Linked DNA regions of Zea mays: region 2 is linked to region 1. Evidence: chromatin contacts called from public Hi-C data. All regions are on one chromosome and are shown on one strand. Each heading gives the region's core, a stretch centred on a gene start, on an enhancer-like site or on the middle of the called end of the contact. The rest is flanking DNA. Distances are from core to core; before and after follow the strand shown. Region 1 holds the start of LOC100279581. Region 2 holds the start of LOC100193630.

Region 1 (7,028 bases), core at 1,588-4,087:
CCATGGTGGAGAAAATGGGAAAAGGCTGGCTGGATGGAAAGACAAATTCTTGAGTTTAGGGGGTAGACTAACTTTGTTAAATAATTTCCTTTCTAATGTGTCGCTTTATATGCTTTCTATATATCCTATTCCTAAATCTATTATTAGAACCGTGGATATTTTCAGGAAGCGTCTCTTATGGCAAGGTGGTCATCAGTCAAAAAAATTTCACCTGGTTAAATGGTCTTCTGTATGTTCTCCCAAAAGTCAGGGAGGCTTGGGTGTCTTGAACCTTGAACTCATGAATGATTCTTTATTGACTAAATGGCTTTGGAATTTAGAGAATTCTAAGGGTCTATGGCAAAAAAATTATTTCTGGTAAATATGTTAAGGGAAAACCCCTTATCTCTGTCAAACAAAAACAAGTTGATTCTCATTTTTGGAGAAAAATTCTGAGTTTGAGAGAGAATTTTTATAAATACTGCAAAATGGTTGTGGGTGATGGCATGAAAACTAGTTTTTGAAAAAAATCATGGATAGGAAACTTACCTTTTGCCACCAAATTCCCTGTTCTTTTTGACCTGGCTTATGACAAAGACATTTCTGTTAATAAAGTATTGAGCTCTAATTTTGAAGCTCTTTCGTTTATGAGAAGGATCACTGGTAATTTGTGTGTGATGTTTGAGGATCTTTTGAGAAGTTGTAATAATCTTTCTTTGTCTGACCAAGAAGATAGAATTGTCTGGTGTCTTAATAAGAAAGGTTTTTCTGTGAATTCTTTCTACAAAAAGAAAGTTAATGACCAAGTAGCAGTGACGTACAAGTTCTTGTGGAAATCCAAGTTGCCACAAAAAATCAAAATTTTCATCTGGTTGGTTGTGAGAAACAAAATTCTTACAAAAGATAATCTGAAAAAAAGAAATTGGAATGGGTCTCAAGCCTGTTGCTTTTGTGGTTACGATGAATCAACCGATCATTTATTCTTTCACTGTCCAATTGCAAGATATGTGTGGAGAGTGATTCAAGTGGCCTTAAATTTGGCAGTCATTCCAAAAAGCATTAGCGATCTGCGTGCTGGCTGGTTGAGTAATCCTAAAGATAAAATATCCAACCTGCTTCTGTTTGGTTGTGGAGCGATGTTCTGGGCTATCTGGAGGACAAGAAATGATTGGTGCTTCAGTGATAAGACTCTGCTTGATCCGTCTAACGTATTTTTTCTTTGTTGCTTCTGGTTGGATTCCTGGGCTATTCGGCAGAAAGAGAAGGAAAAAAGGATGGTGGTTCAAGGAAGCAAGCTAATCCGAAAGATAGCAAGTGAAGCGTTTGGCGGGGCGTATGGGTGGTGTCCGAGGGACCGACGCATTTCTGGTTGATTTTGATGTTGATGTTGCGTGGTTGTGTTGCGCCTAAACTTCTGGACCTAGGTTGTGTAGCTAGCTTCTGCTGTTCCTCGCTTCTTAGCGATGATTTCTGTCTTTGTAATAAGAAATACTTATGGTCGTATTAGCTGCTCTGGACCTGTTCGTTACTAGGTCTCCTTACTCATCTAGAATGATATTGTAAGGTGATTTGGTAAGGTTTCGGTTATGCCGAGTTTGTGTCGGGACATCTGGTCAAGTTTGCTGGTTTTATGTAATGAACTCTTTCCTATTTTCTAATGAAATAGAGGGCTTTTGCCCATTGTTAAAAAAAATAAAACCAAAAAAACCCGGAAGTTTAAAAAAACGAATGCCCAGCTGTATCCGTAGGCATATATTATTGTGCCTATTGCTGGTAACGGATACGATAGGAGTGCTGATTAATCATTAAACACGCGAATGTGGTTTGAAAAGTGAAAACCCTCTACTCGTGCCGTCGTCACCAGTGTCCTACCGCCCAACCGTGCGCCGCACGCTGAGGTCACGGGACGCATCCGGCGGACGTCCGGGACCCTGCCCCGGCCCCGCCGGTGACCACTATGGCCACCGCTTCAGCTATGGCTGCATCTGTACTAGTATGTCATAGTTCATCTCCTGCAGCCACAGGCCCACAGCAGCGGTGGCCGAATAGGTCCGATCGACGGTCAAGACTCAAGAGGAGGGCACCGGACCGGCGATTAAAGCCCTGCGGTTTGCACATGCACCCTTGCGTCCCTGCGCAATTACAGCTGTTTAATCGTCGACAAAGCGGGAGTAATTTCGAAGTAAAGCCAGGATCCTGAGTTTAAGAAAGGCCCGCCGGGTGATGATGATTTCCCTTTCATCAGCACGGACCTCGTGCGCCGTACATGGCACACGGTTTCGTCCGTACATGGCCCCGTGATAAACAAACCATTCCCCGCAAGAAACAGCAAACAGGCACAGGCTCCCTCCTCCACTGTCCAGTGTCCACTCCTCGTCCCGAGAAGCAGACAAAGCGCGGCGCTGCAGATTTCGGTACGGTTCCCAATGCCTCCCATGCCCGCCGTCGTCCCGTGCTAGCACCCGGCGCCGCTCCTCCACCTGCCGCGTCGCGCCGCCTGGATCCGGCGGGCACGTGGCTAGGAGCCTCAGATCCGGGCGAAACCCAGCCTTCCGTGCGGACGTCTTCACTCTACCTCCAGACTGGCGGCTGCCATTTCCCCCCCTCTTCTTGCTGTTTTTTTTGGTGGGGGTGGGGGGTGGAATCTGCGGTGGAGTCTTGCCGTCGCTCGCTGTAAACGTAGAGCTCTCTCTCTCTCTCTTGGCGAGTAATCTTGGTTCTTGCTCCATTTCCGTGTTAGTGCTGGCGTGTGAGTGGCAAGGTTTACGTGTAAGATGTGGAAACAGTTCCTGAGCAAGCTGCCCCGGAGGTCGTCGGCCTCCGGGGACTCGGGACATTGCAGCAGTGGCGCCGGCATACAGCGCACGAGCAGCTGCGGCAGCATCCCGCCGGGCCGCCCCCCGGCCTCCGCCATTCGGCGCATGTCATCCGCCGTCTTCCCCTCGAGCGTCGTGGCTGGCATCGAGCCGCTGGTCTCGTTCAAGGACGTGCCCAGCTCGGAGAAGCAGAGCCTGTTCGTGAGCAAGCTGAGCCTGTGCTGCGTCGTGTTCGATTTCTCGGACCCGGACAGGAGTTCGGTGGAGAAGGATATCAAGCGGCAGGCACTGCTGGATCTTATAGAGTTCGTCGAGTCGACCAACGCTCGCTTCTCGGAGGCGGCGGTCGTGGCCTGCTCTAGGATGTGCGCCGTCAACCTGTTCCGGGCGTTCCCTGCAAGTTGCAGGTCTGGCGGCTCATCAGGCGTCGGTGAGTGCGACGAGGACGAGCCAATGTTCGATACTGGGTGGTGCCATCTGCACCTTGTTTATGAGCTGCTACTGAAGTTTATCGGATCCTCGTCCTTGGATGCAAAGATAGGGAAGAAGCACTTTGATCACTCGTTCATTGTGAAGCTCCTTGATCTTCTTCACTCCGAGGATCCAAGGGAAAGGGATTGCGTGAAAAACATTCTGCACAGGGTGTATGGGAAGTTCATGGTGCACCGTCCTTTCATTCGCAGAGCGGCGAGCAACGTATTCTACCAGTTCGTCTTCGAGACTGATCGACATAATGGGATCGCAGAGCTGCTGGAGGTCTTTGGCAGTGTCATTAGTGGGTTTGCACTGCCTCTGAAAGAAGAGCACAAGACCTTTCTTTGGAGAGTTTTGGTTCCTTTGCACAAACCAAAATCTCTTGGTGCGTACCTTCAGCAGTTGACCTACTGTGTGACACAGTTTATAGAAAAGGATCCAGAGCTCGCAAGCCCAGTGATAATTGGTTTGTTAAGGTACTGGCCAATAACAAATTGTCAGAAGGAAGTGATGTTTCTCAGCGAGATCGAAGAGATCTTGGAGGCTACCAGCCAGGCAGAATTCCAGAAATGTATGGCACCATTGTTTCGGCGAATTGCTCATTGTATCACCAGTGCTCACTTCCAGGTAACTTGCCCCAATAAATCTTATCTAGTAACTGTTGCAGTATGCATTTTCAGTATCCCAAGTGCCATATGGAATCAGATTCATTCTATATTACTTGTTCCTACCGCTTGCATTATAAACCTAATCTCATTGGTGGTAAGTTTAGAAAAAAAGAGTAGATTATAACTCAATCAGAGTTTTGTTGCTGTTGTCGTCGTTGCCTTAACAAGTTGCATGGTTTCAGGTTGCTGAAAGAGCGCTTTTCATGTGGAACAATGATCACATTGTCAGCTTGATAGCACAAAACCGCCAAGTGATCATGTCTCTTGTTGTTCCAGCGCTAGAGCAGAACATTCAGAATCACTGGAACCAAGCGGTCCTGAATCTGGCTGTGAATGTCAAGAAAATGTTTTCTGAGATGGATGGTGACCATTTCTCGTCGTGCCTGGCCAGGTACAAGGAGGAAGAAGAAAGACTTGTGTCGCTAGAAGCGAAGCGTAAACTTACCTGGGAGAAGCTTGAGTCAGCTGCAGCCTTCCAGCCAGTGACTGGCCAAACAGCCGTCCTAGTAGGCCACCAGCCGTCAGCAAATATGATCGCCAACCTGATCTTCTAGCCCATGCATGCCGAACAAGCAAATGTGCTCTTCCCCCCTTTTGGTGAAGCGCAGCAAGTGTAGGTGTTCCCTAATTTTCTCATGCTTTTTTTTTTGCATTTGTTGGTGCGAGTAATCAGTGTAGTAAGCTGTAACTATTTCTGGATGGTTATGTTCATCAGGCAAGAATACCTGTAATGTGAGACTGCTGAGTGCTGGCACTCCTTACATGTATCTTTGCCAATTTGTGGATGAACAAATTGTCCTACAGTTGAATTTCACCTCAGCTTGCCTATTATGATTGGCTGACGCAGAATCATCAAGTGCTATTTTTATTTCCAAAATGTCTGAAGCTTTGGTTTGAATTCAATCCATTCTCACAGCTTACCACTGCGATTCAATTTTGAAATGGACATGTTGTTAGACTGTTTGTGTGTTCTGGGCCTAGAGTCCACTTAGGGCTTGTTCGTTTCCGTCGGATTGCACCCGGAATCGTTCCAGCTAATCAAAGTTTATATAAATTAGAGAAGCAATCCGATTAGGAATCGTTCCGACCCACCAATCCGGCACAAACGAACAATGCCGCGTTTTCCTCAAGTAATGTCATCATCTCTCTCCGGGGTGACATGGCTGTTTGCTGCTTAGCTGTTTTTTTGTGCATTGTATGACTGGATCGAAACGAAGTCACACACCACCATTCGTCTAGAAGACGTCAATCGCTATCGTCTGAAACCAGTATACGTAGATCGATAATCTCCGCTCAAAAAAAACCCAGCAGATAACAATAATGCCTGCTGTGGCTCCAAAATTCTTGCTTTGACGACAGATGCTTTGACATGAACATTTCGTTCATTCTAAACTAACTATACCGTGATGAGAATCGCACCGTCCGTTCTCGAATCTTGATCGAGTTTACACACTCCTTCCTTGACCAGTCCTGTTTCTTGCGAGCGAGGCACAGTATAACACGCATGGCTGTTCTTCAATGATGAGTGGATTTATAAAGAACACGTAGCGAGATTGACTCTGAACGCTGAATGAAATTGAGCTAGGCCTTTCATACTGCTATACGTTAAAAACAATCGCGATATGCGTGACATTGGACCGTATGCGGCTTAGTTTAGTGCTTCAGTCGTGTTCAGTCAAGTTTGACAAATCTCTCATTCCAAACTTGAGGGTTTGACAGGCCTTTACATGACTCCACCATCTCTATGCTGCTATGCGTATACCACTACCGGAATTCGGCTCTTTGCCGAGTGCAAATGATTTGTCGAGTGTTTTTTGGCACTCGGCAAATAATCTCTTTGTCGAGTGTTTTATTTTTTACACTCGGCAAAGAGTTTTTTTTGTCGAGTGTTTTATTTTAGACACTCGGCAAAAAGTTTCTTTATTGAGTGTTTTATTTTGAATAATAGACAAAAATAATTTTAAAATCATATTTTAATGTAGTAAATTAGTTCAAATGAAAAAATTCAACTACAAATTTGTACAACTCATCAGCATGTATAATTTATATTTTGATTTTTTCTTTATATGACAAAATCAAAGTACATTTGTTCATAAAACCTATATCTCTCTCGTAGTTTATGAAACTATAAGAGAAATGTACAAGATTTTTGAATAATCTTAGAACCATAATATGTGATGAATAAATGACCAAATAACCAAAATAAACTTTGTAGATCTTGAGAAGTTATATAATTTTGTAGTTGACAACTTTTTATTTGAAGTCATCTTGTCAATGAAAACTACGTCTAAATTTAAAAAATTTAAAATTTGAATTTTGAAAACAACGTCGAATGGAAAAACCACCAACAGAAAAGTTGTAGGTCTTGAAAAGGTATGAAACTTTGTAGATGACAATGTTTTGGTTTGAAATCATCTTGTCAATGAAAACTATGTTTGAATTTTTTAAACCACCTCGGATGGAAAACCACCAAAATAAAAGTTGTAGGTCTTGAAATGTAATGAAACTTTGTAATTGACAGTTTTTTAATTTGAAATCATCTTATCATTGAAAAATTCGTGTGAAGTTTTTAAATTTGAAATTCAATTTTTGTAAACGGCCTCAGATGTAGAAACTATCAAAAAAAACTTGTGGATTTTGAAAAGTTATGCAACTTTTTAATAATCATATTTTCAAATGAATTCATTTAGTGCCTCAAATAATCAAATTACTCTCGATTTGTTATAGTAATGAGGAATGAAAACGTAGTATAGACACAATTGACGTTGTAGTGTAGTAGTAGAGAAGGCTATACATGATAGAGATGTTGCGAGTTCAAATCTCATCATTCACAAAACATATAAATTTGATTTAAAATGATAGTGAAAAATAAGAATACGATTGGTGGTAGTGATTGGAGAGTTGTTTTCATAATTTTAAAATATTTTGCTGTTTTTTGGATTTTTTTATTTTAAACATATAAATTTGATTTAAAATGATTGTGAAAAATAAGAGTACGATTGGTAGTGGTTGGAGAGGTGTTTTCATAATTTTAAAAATATTTTGCTGTTTTTTTTTGAATTTTTTGTGATTCTTAATTTGCCTAGTGCTT
Region 2 (7,028 bases), core at 1,860-4,359, 190 kb after region 1:
CTTCTTCACTTTTAGCTCTTCAGCCGGGCTTAACTTAGCTTCGACAAGCACAAAGCGATTTGGCTCATAAATATAAGCAGACCCTTCAGTTAGTTTCGGCACTTCGGTCGTTTCAATGCGCTTGGGGCGATGTGTTAAAACCTTAACTTTTTCGACCTCGGCGTACTAGAAGTCGCCAAAGTAGCAGTCTTTCTTTTCTTTCCTTGCTTTCGCGAAGGATAACAATAATCTGTGTATACAAATATGATGACATCAAATACTCTATTTAGCCTCTTCTTGCCTCGAGCCCCGAAGGCTGTTGTCATAGTATCATCTTCAGCCCTCGAGTAGGCACCAAGCAATTCATCACTGGTTGCTTCAATGGCATCTAGCCAGTCATCATTTGGCTCATGTATTTGAATGTGTACTTCAGGTAGACCAAACCACCTTCGCTAGACCTAGCAGCAGCCTCCTTCGGCATCTCCCACCCACTTACGAGTGGCCACACCCCATAAATAATGTGCTCCTGAACTAAGTCACTGGTGCCTATGTAAGTACATACTGTATTAAAAGCAGTCTGGCATACTTGTATATCATTCGCAAGGGCAGTGGATGGCCTCCAGATGCCGAAGCGAGACCATATAGGACATTGAATAATCCCCTTGATATCCTCTCTTTCAACCAGGTCATTTTTCACGTAGAACCACTCCTGCATCCAGGCCCCAGACCATCTCTTCCAAAATGTCGGAACTGGGTATCTCACCTCAAAGCGAGGCACGAAGCTGTAGCAACCGAAGTTGTTGTGATATTGCTCCTTTCCGGTAGCCTTCGTCTCATAAGACAGCTCATGGATGTTACAGAAGCATTTTGCATTTGGTTCTAACCCCTGGCTCCTCATGGCCCAAATAAAGATCCCCATCTTGGTGATAGCTTCAGGAGTAAGCTGATGAAGGTAAATTTCAAAAGTCTTCAGAACTTCGACCAGCAACTTATCCAGAGGGAACCGAAGCCCTGCCTTCATGAAGCTTCTATAAACTACTAGCTTCAGGCAGAGGGACATTATTTCCCCCTCCAGCCCTCACAATTGAAATATCATGGAAATACCTTCCCCTCATTGCATCAATTTGCCCTTGCTTGATGGTTGATTTCCCGAAGACAAAATGGCTTGGTCTCCAGGGCCGATCTTCGGTGCTTTCATTCTCGCTTTCTACATCAAAGCTTTCACTATCACTGGAACCCTCATATATCCCAGCTAACATCTCATGTGCAATCTTCTCTGCGTTGGTTTTTCCATAGCTTCGTAAAACTCGGACAGCGTCGGGTCAACAATCTTCTTCTCGCCAGCCATCAAATCGACGGTCGTTGAAATGCCGAAGCTTGAAATCCAATTAAACTTGGCAAAGCAAGAAAGTTAAAATGACGAGCACAATGTAAGCAACTAAAATGACACAAGAGATGCTTTCAATGCAAGCTCCTATTTATATGTCTAGCGCCCTACAGTTTGGTGGGTCCCGCATGTCCGTGTCATTCGCAATTCTAGCGAAGGGAAGGTATTTTTTCAAACCTTTGGTTAAAGGCCTTCGTTCACATCGCAGTCTAAATTTGTTGCAAAGAAACAAATCAATACTACGAGGGGCTACTGTTGGGGGCCTTCCTATTCCGAAGGTCCTAAAAAATGTGATTAACCATGTCTTTTCAGTATATGGATTATTAAGGGGCTCCGGCTTCGGCATGAAGATCTATGACAAGAGTAGAGGTATAACCCGAAGGTGACAAAAATGGGCAACGAAGCTATAGTCAAGGGACTTTGGCTCGGGTTGACGACAAAGACCAAATACAATAGTGACCAAAAAGGGATAAAGACTATTTAGTCCTTACTGTTTTGTATTATAATTGTAGACGGTTGACAAGGACATAAATGTACTTTTACTCGGGTCGCGTCCCGTGCCTATAAATAGATAAACAGTAGCACCGTACTGTTCACGCTGGATTGTATTCACTCTCTCTCATCCCCGCCTTCGAGCAAACCGAATGTATCCATGTAATATTGATATTGTTGATATTCATATATGTTTTATAGAATGCAAGAATAAATGAATCATTACGATATAATTATAATGTCCATCCTTATGCATTCTCATCTATGTATTAATATGATGAAGGTAAATCCTTCCTGACCATCGTCTCGGTAAGCATTATACCCTCAGAGAGATAATGCTCCGAAGGACGAAAATTCTTAACGATTAACAATTGTGTTGCATTGTTCTTTATTCACAGCATTTGAGAACAAGTGACTAACATGTGGTAAAGCTAAAAAGGCATTTTTTAATTGGTATTATAATAGTAGAATTGTATAGTTATCAAATTTTGAGATACAAACACAAAAGCGTATGCAAGTTACACATTTGCAGGCAAAACACACACACACACACCATATTGTTACAAACATACTCCTATTTCCTTCCTTCTTACATATGCAGATTTTCCTTTAGTTGGTGCTCCTTTCAAGTTTCAACCAGTTCCAAGATAATCTAATGACGAATGAGAAGGAAAACAAATTAGAACTACGGAACACCACAACACAATCTGATTTTGATGGGAAGGAACCGGAACACAATTCAAGATAATCTAATTTCATTTTGGAAACAAGTTGGGAAGGAACAGGTGATAAATCTTCAGCTTCAATGATACTTCGATACTTTCTCTGTCCCAAATTAAAATTTATTTTATCTTTTTACTAAATTTATACAATAATTAATATAGTATTATATATATGTCTAGTTTCATATTTTTTTATATAAATATGAGTATATAATTTTAAAACAAAAACAACTACTATTTTAAGACGTAGGGAGTAACAATTTGTTGTGGCCGACAACCGGATCGTGGATGGACGGAGACAGTGAGACACGTGGGACACGGTGGTCGTTGGATTTGCAGCGGACGGTGCCGATCGCGTGGCTGGAGGGACGAGTCGCTTATCGCTTGCGAAGAAGCCTAAACGATGGCCTGGCTGTTCTGTCCTGTCCTGTCCATGTCCATGTCGGTGTCTTTCCCCGCACAGGAGCCGCGCTGCGCCACACCACGCCATTGCCATGCCAGTATGCCAGTTGCCACCGAGGTAAACAGCATAGCGACGGCTCAGCATAGAGACAAGTCCAGCGCTCAAGAGAGAGAGAGCAAGCCTTTCGGCCTCGCGTGATGCAGCAGCAGCAGCCGTCCGTCCGCGCCGTCACCATCCCCTTCGCCGACCTTAAGGTAACTAACCTTCCGCCACCGCAGACGCGACATTGCCAGCTCAGCGGTGTTTCATCACTCCTTTGGAGGCGGGCGGCTTGGCTTGGAGCTCAGCTGCTGTAACTCTGTCGGCGGGTACGGTGCGCGCAGGATCGGGGCAAGGACCTGGGCGGCTTCATCGAGGAAGGCTTCGGGCCTCAGGGGCTCGGCATCGTCTCCATCGCCGGCGTGAGTGATGTGATGCTACAGCGCGTCAGCGCTCGAGGCTGATGCTGTTGATGAGTAGATTCCGATTTCGCGACGGGACGAGTTGGTCACTTGGTCTCTCCTCGACAGCTTACGTGCGGTGTTTGCTTTGTGCACTCAGGTACCCGGTTACCCAGAGCTCAGGAAAAGGCTGCTGCGCTTGGCGCCAAGGCATGTTGTTTTGCACTCTCGTGGAAGTTCAGGGGCTTGAGGCCCTAATCAGGGCGATACGCCATGATTTTGTACCTTTTTCTTTCTTTCTCTGACTGAATTCTTTGCTGAAAAGATTCTTAATTACCCTCCCTACTGTTTGTTAGGATCGTCAGCCTTCCTGATGATGTGAAGAAACAACTGGAGGACCCAGATAGCAGGTCATAATTTAGGAATTTACAGAATGGTCTTCACCAGGGAGCTTTTGTCATGGTTGCTTAGTGTCTACTTGAATATTCCTCTTCTTTCTTCATTTTCTTTCAGAACAATAAGAGCTCCTAAGCTAGGATTTGTATATAACTTGCACTTCAGTTCATACAAAGCTTATGTATTTCTTATGCATTATTGGCCTTGCTTCACAGATACCACTTTGGTTGGAGTCGTGTAGAAGAGAAATTCGAGTCTGAAAGATGGGGTAAGGACCTTTTCACTCTGCGTAATCATGCATCACATTGTATATAGAGCATCCTTTAAGCCTATCAGTTTCAGAAACTTTACAAAAATGAAAATGGCTTAGTAGGGGGATAAATGCAACTGGGAAAAAGAAGTTAGTTGTAAATTTCATCTTGGAATGATCCTTCAAGTTTGCACATAATGTCTTGGAATGCTTTTAGGCCCATAAGGCAAATTTCATCTGTTTTATGCAGACACAGCCAAAGGCTCCTACTTCGCCAACCCAGTTTTTGATGTCCCAACAACTGATGATGAGCTTGTAACTAGGTATAGTGTGCCTAATCCGAAGCTACCTTTCTGTACAGTTTTAAGTATATTTGACAACTAGAAATGTGCTGATGTTATTATTGTTCCCACCCTGTTTTATGTACTGAAGCATCTTTTAGTCAATGGTAACTTCACTGTCTCGCTGCAGCTCAAGCTTGCTGGCTGTATCATTTTAAATCTGTAATGTTTGCTACTTGTCTGAACAGTTTGTAGCATTTATGCAAACGAAATTACAGTTCTAATTTTAGATGTAGCGTATTGAATATGTTGAAAGAACTCTTGAATTTCATTTTTAGATGTTCATATTGATATTGGTTCCTATTTTTGTATCATTTTAAATCTGTAATGTTTGCTACTTGTCTGAACAGTTTGTAGCATTTATGCAAACGAAATTACAGTTCTAATTTTTAGATGTAGCATATTGAATATGTTGAAAGAACTCTTGAATTTCATTTTTAGATGTTCATATTGATATTGGTTCCTGTTTTCTTTCTGATAATATAACATTTAGATACCCATCATACTGCCGACCAAACATATGGCCAAAGGATCATCTTCCTGAGCTTGAAATAGGTATGTGTTTTACAGGCCATATAAGGTACTCATGTATATTTATTCAAGAACTCTTATGGCAAATCACAAGTTGACAGTAGTTACCTTGAACAGAAATTTACTGTTAATTTCTAATGTTGTTACGAATTAAAGTAGTGAGACTTGGCACTCTACTCCTCAGGTTTACATACATTATGTAATGCAAATACATGCATCACACCTCACAAAAGATAACTAGTTAAGTATATTTCAAGACATTAATTTCCAGTTTAAGCCAACATGTTTACACTAATAATATCAGTATATGCTGTACATTTTGTTTAATGGTGGGTGACCTTTTCCCTCATACCCTCTAAGAGAGGAGGTGGGCAGCCAGCTTTGCTAACCGAGCTAGGCTTGCTTCTCTGAACTGATGTTTACATTATTGGTGTCTCTTGGATCTCATGAAATTAAATGCAAAAGGCATGAAAGAGTTACACTGATGCATTGCAATGCCCATTTATTTTCGTCTATCAGACGATTGTGACCTAATATTATCAAACACTTCTCATTCTTTCAATGGCTTGCTGTCTTTTTTCTTAAGTACTGAAAATCCCTATGCTAGCTACAGAAATGTCTATTTAAGTGTCTGTGAGTTCTTTTGGTAAAAGGTGAATTTGTCAACTAGAGTCAAGCTTATATGTATATCATTTATTTCATTTGTAGCATTCAAAGGTCTTGGAAAACTGATGTTGGAAGTTGGCTTGATGTTGGCTCATCATTGTGATCGCTATGGTATGTATTACTTAACCATAATTATGTTTGGTAAGGTTTATCTGTAAAACATCAACTCTGCTTGGTGCAAAAATTAATGAGTGATCCATGGAATCTTTTATCCTCTTTTAATGAAACATGTGTACTGCACTTCTTTTGGAGAATTTTTCAACTCATAGAACAAAGTGTGTCATAATAATAGTATATGCAATTGTGTAAATGTAGAAGGTAATGACCTTTTGAACATCTTAAAAATCATCATGTACTATGAGTTCAGAGAACAATTGCATACTTTGTTATTGATATATGGTGAAATCCAATGCAACACCCAATAGTGGTGTATCTTGTACAAAAATGCACCCCCTTGTCGGATATACGTGTGACCCTGCAGTTCAAGAAAATTTCTTCCTTCTGTGATATATCTCCGGAGAGGTCAATCCCCCAGGGATTGAGTTTTTTTTTTGTTAGATATTCATTTGTTTTAGCTTAATGGCCAACTTGTTACTAAGGAGCTGTTTTAAGTTTTTGGTATGGAAGCAATTCAGGTGGTAGGAAAACAATGGTTTTTTTCCGATAACCACAAGTTTTGTAATAATATGGAAAAATATGACATGCTAACTGAATCTCTTTTTCGAAACTTTAATATTTTCTCTTAGCTTACCAGTGAATCAAATGAATCAGCATCTCTGTGATTTCCAGTAATACAGCGAGGGGTGGGACAGTACATTGGTGAAAGCCTTGAGAAGACACTTGCTAGGTCAAGGTGTCCCAAGGGTCGTCTGCTGTACTACTTCCCCAAATCGTTTAGGTACACTCAGCAAGCATATATATATATATATGTAGTCTCCTTTTTTTTTATAAAAGCAGAGGGGAAAGAGTATTCCCCACCTACCTACTATATTGCTCTGGAACAGCAAAGCACTTGCTGTTCAAACATGATAGGAGGTTTTACACACTCAACAGATTCAAGCCACAATGGAAACAAAGGCGTTACACCAATATGTGACTACATGACTATATCTTTTACAGGAGGACAACCATTAAAACACCGCACGATTTTACATACACTAATAGGCTGTTTGGTTTGAGGAATGAGCTAGTCCATCACCTTCTCACTCCTTACTTTTTTGTTTGGTTTGTGGAATGGAACGAGTTGATCCATCATCACCTCATTCCTTATAGTTAGTTAGTTAGTACTAATATGAGAAATGGGGTCATCCCACCAAATTTGAGGAATGGACCCATGATGCACCACCACATTTTGGATTTGCACCACCACATTTTGGATGTAGTAATTCCTCAAACCAAACACCCCCTAAGACATCCCACCC

What was found. Hi-C and Micro-C count contacts between places; a contact is called where the count stands out from the background.
Region 2: a Hi-C map of ear shows a contact between it and region 1, with 3 times the contacts expected there. The contact joins the promoter of LOC100193630 here to the promoter of LOC100279581 in region 1. A contact is called at or near these places in 7 of 25 Hi-C or Micro-C datasets (bundle sheath, ear, endosperm and 2 more).

Annotation. Positions count from the first base shown.
Region 1 is chr8:67,731,793-67,738,820 of Zm-B73-REFERENCE-NAM-5.0, forward strand. LOC100279581 reads left to right here and starts at 2,838. Exons shown (of 2, transcript NM_001152578.1): 1 at 2,838-3,896; 2 at 4,120-4,755. The coding sequence starts at 2,901. The coding sequence ends at 4,491.
Region 2 is chr8:67,923,128-67,930,155 of Zm-B73-REFERENCE-NAM-5.0, forward strand. LOC100193630 reads left to right here and starts at 3,110. Exons shown (of 15, transcript NM_001358851.1): 1 at 3,110-3,237; 2 at 3,367-3,444; 3 at 3,584-3,633; 4 at 3,780-3,833; 5 at 4,035-4,087; 6 at 4,320-4,392; 7 at 4,904-4,965; 8 at 5,650-5,718; 9 at 6,397-6,505. The coding sequence starts at 3,181.